Linked DNA regions of Mus musculus: region 2 is linked to region 1. A link is a contact called in public HiChIP or PLAC-seq data. All regions are on one chromosome and are shown on one strand. The core of a region is the stretch at or near the end of the contact, and the rest is flanking DNA. Distances in the headings are between cores, read along the strand shown. Region 1 holds the start of Acss2 (acyl-CoA synthetase short-chain family member 2). Region 2 holds the start of BC029722 (cDNA sequence BC029722).

Evidence for each region. HiChIP or PLAC-seq counts read pairs in DNA pulled down with a chosen protein or histone mark.
Region 2: an H3K4me3 HiChIP or PLAC-seq map of bone marrow-derived macrophages shows a contact between it and region 1, with 6 times the contacts expected there. The contact joins the promoter of BC029722 here to the promoter of Acss2 in region 1. A contact is called at or near these places in 16 of 39 promoter capture datasets (the 3T3-L1 cell line, 3T3-L1-derived adipocytes, the C10 cell line and 10 more), 2 of 15 datasets of contacts at CTCF or cohesin (the NIH/3T3 cell line and large pre-B cells), 19 of 484 Hi-C or Micro-C datasets (the C10 cell line, the C2C12 cell line, CD4 T cells and 15 more), 13 of 115 datasets of contacts at active chromatin or transcription factors (the SCID.adh cell line, astrocytes, bone marrow-derived macrophages and 6 more) and 5 of 9 other capture datasets (adipose tissue, embryonic stem cells, liver and 2 more).

Annotation. Positions count from the first base shown.
Region 1 is chr2:155,516,649-155,519,667 of GRCm38.p6, reverse strand. It overlaps Acss2 (acyl-CoA synthetase short-chain family member 2), which reads right to left and starts at 1,625. Exons shown (of 18, transcript NM_019811.3): 1 at 1,384-1,625. The coding sequence starts at 1,561.
Region 2 is chr2:155,817,753-155,820,771 of GRCm38.p6, reverse strand. It overlaps BC029722 (cDNA sequence BC029722), which reads left to right and starts at 1,540. Exons shown (of 2, transcript NM_001384169.1): 1 at 1,540-1,606; 2 at 1,689-3,019. The coding sequence starts at 1,692. The coding sequence ends at 1,847. It overlaps Mmp24 (matrix metallopeptidase 24), which reads right to left. Exons shown (of 9, transcript NM_010808.4): 9 at 2,406-3,019. Eif6 (eukaryotic translation initiation factor 6) reads left to right here. Exons shown (of 6, transcript NM_010579.2): 6 at 661-935. The coding sequence ends at 670.

The DNA.
Region 1 (3,019 bases), core at 376-2,875:
TGGGAACAAAATGTAAGTGAAAATCACGGTGTGAGGCTATATACATGGAAGAGGAATTACTGTGTAGTGCTAGCTTACCCCAGGGAAATAGATGTAAGTCGCAATAGAAGAAAATACACAGAAAGAGAATGGAAAAGACACCCGAGGACTCAAAGTTGGACACTACTTGTAGCAATGAACAACTTCGCAATTGATTCGATAATGTTTTGCATTGTTCAGTATCTGCCTCATCCACATTGTTCTTAAACATTTAAATCATTACTTATTTAATGTCTGCTGGGTATCAACTATTCGATAATGGACCCTTTTATTACCCACTTTGGACTTTTTAATTTATGAATCTAGTGTTAGCTTTCCTATCTTAGAGATGAATACATTCAATATAAGTTTTTAAATCTGCCTAAGACTGCAAGCAAAGCTATGTATGTATTTTTCGGGCAGGATTTGTGGCTTGTGTTTACCTTACTACCAAATATCATGCTCCCTCTCAGCCAGGACGTGGTGGTAGGCCAGAGTCTCACTATGGAGCCGTGGCTGTTCTGGAACTACCTACGTAGAGCAGGCTGGCCTTGAACTTACAAAGACCTGCCTCTGCCTCCCCAGTGCACGGGATTAAAGGCCTGGCCAGATCGTGGTTTTGCACCCTAAACTGTCCTGACACTTAAGAACGTGTCAAGGCATAGAATTGTCTCTCAGACTCTGAGTTACTAGAATTTAGATCCAATTTTGGTTTTTTTAAGCAAAAAAACAAAACAAAACAAAACAAAACAAAACAAAACAAACAGGCTTGGTGGTAAACCTCACTCCGTCTTGTTTTGTTCACTATACCATCAAAACAACCAAAGCATCGGCATACTGACAACTCGTACAGTTGTGTATTGGGATTGCTGTCATTTTACACAGAGGCAGGACTCCTAGATGGGAAACAGACTTGCACTGACGCTGAGCAAAACGAGATGGGTGCATTCGTTAAAGGTCTGAGGGAGGCATGGTTGAATTGGAGGCAAAGGTGATTCTCTTCAGGGCTCTCCTTCCCTCAAGGTTCACCCTTGCTCCTTGGAGCCCTTCCTTTCACCTCGAGGGCTCTCTCAGGGAACTTTCTCCTCACCGATCCCCGCTTCTTCTCACGGAACCCGCATCTCCTCGTGAAAACTCGCATCTCCCAAAACTGCCAAGTCGCCAGAGAGTGCCCCAACTTCTAGGAAGTCTCGCCTCACAGATGCCTCCTTCTTCTCACAGAACGCCATCTCTTTCGAATCCCTTTTCCATGTCCCTCAGGGACCCTCCATCTCCTCCCTTTCTAACGGAGCTCGGTAAATCTCCCTCGGACTCCCGCTCCTCTGCTCACTGGCGCCCCCAAGAGTCGCTCGGGCCCAGCCTCACCCCGTGGCTCCTCCACAGAACGCCGGTGCAGCTCGCGGTAGCGCTGCAGAGAGGGGACGTGCGCCGAGCGTCTGACCTCCGGCGGCGGGGACCAACCCCGCACCCGGCCCTCGGCGCCGGTCTCCTCACGAGCCCGGCTTCCACTGCCGCTCTTGCGCCGCTCCTCGGGAAGCCCCATCGCATCAAGTTCCGAACACCTTGTCCGCCGTTGCGGTCGCTGCGGGTGCCGGGGCGGGGAAAACAGGTCGACCCTAGAGGCGGGGCCTCGGGTGAGGGCGGAGCCTGAGGCTAGAGGCCGTGCTCTAGGCATCCAATAGTGGGTAGGGCCGTGCGTGAAGGGGCGGGGTCAGCAAAAACCGCTGAAGACAAGGGGTAAGGGCGGAGCTGTCTTGCCGGAAGGGGTGGAGCCGTAGTGAAAGCAGAAGGAATGGTCAGGGAATGACAGGAGAGGGGTGGGGCCTTGGAATGACAGTGGAGGGGCGGGGCCAGAGGTGACAGGCGAGGAGGCGGGCCCGTGGAGTGATGGGGTGTAGCCCGGCTGGATGTGACACGAGAGGAGGCAAGGCTGTGGAGTGACCAAGTTAGGGTCTTGGAGTGACAAGGGTTGGGTTACGGCGCCGCGCAGCTTGAGACATGAAAGGCTGGCTAATAAGAGGCATTGTGTCATCCGTTGTGCAATTACCGTGGTCTGATTGCGTGATCCTGTCACTCCAGAGTTGGATAGCCAAGTGCAGTACAGTTCCTTCTGGGTGACACTCCACAGTCTCCCACCGAACAGCACCCCTATTCCGTTCCCATGGAAAAATTCCTCCGCGACCTTGAGGGCACAGATCCCCAATATGAACCTTCCTGCTAACTCGTTCTGATTCTCTCCCACCTCTTAGGACATGTCATTCTTTTTGCCTCCATAAATCTCCATCCTGATGTAAAGTACAAGACTCTTAAGTGAAGACGAGGAGGATCCTTCAGATATTGGCTCCAAACGCACAAATTCTCTTAGCACTAAAGGTAAATTCAGAAAAGGAAGGGAAATGTCACAAAGTCGGGGAGCAGATAAAGATCAAGTTATGGTCAGATCTGAGTTCTTGTATTGTTTGTTTTTACTAACATAAACAGAAAGCCAGATCTTAAAATACAAGGTCTATGCAATATAAAATAATACAAGTATAAAGAGGAAAAATTACATTCTTTAATTCACCTAAGTACACACCTATCTGCCACAAATTGAGTTTACTTCCCTCTGGCGTCCCTCTATCCTCTTCACCCAAAAGGAAGCCGAGCAGGACACCCTCCACTTCCTTCCTACAGTTATCACCAAGGACTACCTCATCTTACAATTCAGACTGTCAAAACAAGGATCTTTAATTATTTAGCTACAAGAGTGAATCTGAGGTCTGAAGCAGCCAGCTCCTGCCATTTAATGTCTACTTAGGGCTTGTGACCCATCAACTCACCTGCTACACTGATCTTTGTCCAACTGACCATATGCTTAGCCCACCCTAAACTGAAAAACACATGCTCAGACATATGATCCAGAGCCAACCCAATCCTGAGGGGAGGTTTTAAGGCTCACTAAGCACATACAGACCTTGTAGAATAGACAAGGGTCTCAGCGAGGGAACAGATACTTTCTCAA
Region 2 (3,019 bases), core at 291-2,790, 300 kb before region 1:
ATCAGGTTGATATGGGAGACGGTCTAGTGGGTAAAACGCTCGCTGTACAAAGCAGTGAGGACTGACTTGGTTAAGATTCCCACACCACATAAAAGCTGAGCTTGGTGGCACATGTCTGTCATTCCAGCGTTGGGCTCATTGGCTGTCCACCTAGCAGCCATGGTGAGCTCCAGGCTCAGTGAGAGACCCTGACTCAAAAAGGAAAGTGAAGAAGCAGCCGAGGAAAGAGCTGACACGAGCCTGTGCATGCTGCACACAGTGAGCACCTCGGTTTCAGTATCATGAATGATTACTTCCTCCAATACCAGTGATCCACTTAATCCTTAGAGAGAGCACGTCTGTTTTTCAGTCTAGTATTTGTGACTTTTTGTATCAGCAGTAATGAAGAGTTCTGGAAAAGGAAGGCAGTTTTGGCCTTGGCCTGGTCTCTGAGAGGCTTGGTCTGGGCACATCCTGCTCTCACTGACTTTTCCTTGCTCCTGTCTCAAACGTGGGGAGTTTTAGGCTTGATCTTACACAGGATATAGTCAGTCTGGAACCCTGGAACAGGTGGGGTTCCAAGTGTGGCTTTTCAAGGACTGAACTAGAACAGGTCTAGGGTGGGGCCACGTGTACCTTGTAAAACAGCTCCTGATATGTAATCCATTCCTCTCTCTGCAGCCTCACATGAGTCACCGTCCATGCTGCCGTGTGGGCTCCTGCCTCTGGACTTTGGCTCATTTTCCATGCCTGAGCTAGTCTGTACCAGATGCTGGCAGTGGGGCATGGCAGAGCTCGGTAGAGCTGAATTGATTGCCCAACCCTTCACCTGTGCCATCTCTTGACAATTGTTACTGGAAAGCCTGCCCTGTCATGCTGGCTTTCAGTTCTTGTGGCTCTTGGATGAAAGTTCTGCTATCTTGTGCCCCACCCCATTAAAGGACTGCCTCCCACCATCCTCAGTGTGCTGTGTGTGTGTGTGTGTGGCCTCAGTTTGCAACACCTCCTTCTACAGCAGTTCCTGGGTTGTGGGGAAGTTGGGTGGGATGACATGCAGTGTTTTCCCTCAACAGGATGGGAGACCTGCAGGGGGTGGTGGAACACACCAGTAATCCCGGAGGCAGAGGGGATCTCCAGTTCATAGTCAGCCTGGCTACACACTGAGTTCTAGCACAGCTAGGGATACATAATGAGATCCCTCCCACCCCTCAAAGAAGAGATGAACAAGAGGAAGTAGTGCTGGCTTCTGGGTTCCATTTCAAGCCAGCTCCAGCCTCTCGGCCCTCCCTGGCCTCAGAATGAGACACCCAGCTCTTCTCCCTGCCAGGGCCTTTGTGAGGCCATAGGCACTCAGCTGCAGTGCATTCTGGTCCTGCCTGAATTTGAAGATGGGGTAGCCTCCTTGGGAAGCCAGGCCGCCTCCTGTGGCTCTAGCAGGGCCTTCTTCTAAGTGGGGCGGAGCCTTGGGCCCTGGGCGTGGTTGGCTAGTGGCCCTGCCTTTCCCGTGCTCACGGGGCCCGCCCCTGGCGTGCGAAGGCCTTCCTTCTCTGTCTCGGCTGCGTCATAACGCTGCTCCTCCCAGGCCAGACGGCTTCCGTGCAGCTCTGCTTTCACTTTACTGCCTGAGGTGAGGACACGCGCGGGTAGAGGGTGGTGATGGGTGGGGTGACACTTGCTCTGGCATGGTACCAAATGGGCTTCTATTACAGACCATGGGCGCTCTCCTGAGTGGTGGCCAGGATGGCCCGGAGCCCGCGCAGCCCCAGCCTCCAGCGCCGCAGGGTCCGCAGCAGCCTCAGCCGGAACCTGGCCCGTGGGGGCCACTGGACGACGTGCGCTTTCTAATCGCCTGCACGTCCTGGTACTGACCCGGCCACCCCTGGCCTTCATGCCCTCCTGGGCCTGGCCTGGCTTTTATCTCCTCACCCTGTGATTTCCTGTCTTACTCCCTCTGGGCAGAGATTCAAGAAAGATCGCGGAGACTGAAAGTCCCTCAGGGCCACCTCAGAGAATTGCACCTCAGCTTCAGACTTGACAGACCCCCGAACCAGCTCATTCCCACGCCCCCTTTCAGCTCTGTCCTTGGGCTGATTTCCTTAAGAGGAAGAGCCAGGATCAGATGAGGCGTCCTGGCAGGCTCTTGATGCTGTTGAATCCTGGTTTCCCCCTCGCTAGAACTGAGCTGCTGCCTGGCCATAGCCCCATGTGCCCTGTCTCCAGAGAAGTCTTGCCACAATGACCCTCCCGTACTCCTGAGGTTCCTGGGTGACGGGTTGGGGTGGGGTGGGGAGGACAGGACATTGATTGCTGGTTAGAAGATGCACGAGGCAACTGCAGAAGTACACTCCCAGGGTACCCTTTTCTCCCTGAAACTTCTTACGGGCACACATATGCCCTGGTCTTTGTTCCCATACCCCAGGGGAAAAAACACTGTATTTCTGTTTTATTTAGAAATGATTTAAAAAACATTGTACAAAGGCTGATCAGTTTAAAATGTGACCGACACTGAGATGCTGTGATGTCACCCAGGCCGAGGGGAAGCTGAGCTCTGGGGGCTCTAGTACTTTGCCCCTCTGACTGCTCTGACCTGGGCTGATGGACAAACAGATGACCGCAGGCAGAAGAATCCAAGATTGGAAGCCTCTAGGCTGAGCCCTCTCTGGGCCCGGCCCTGTGTCCCTCACATCTGCAGCCTGGGCTGCCTGCCTCCATCCCCTGCTCTTTCGCAACTGGCCTTGGAATGCCAGGAGCCAACAGGGAGCCTGCGGGGCCTAGAGCTTTCAAGAAGTGAGCACCAACCTGAGGAGAGGGACCAGGGGACTGGGGGAGGGAGGCCCAGAGGAGAGGACTAGAAGAGACAGTTTTCTCGGACCCTGGAAGGGCCCACTGATGGGGACACAAGACCCAGCCAGGGCCACCTGGATGGCAGGGGCAGATAATAAGACCTCCTTGTGCTTCATCTGAGGGTAAGATGAGTGCTACCCTCAGCCTCTCTCAGAGCCTACAGGAGTTTCATGTGAGTGGACAGCTGTGAGCTAAT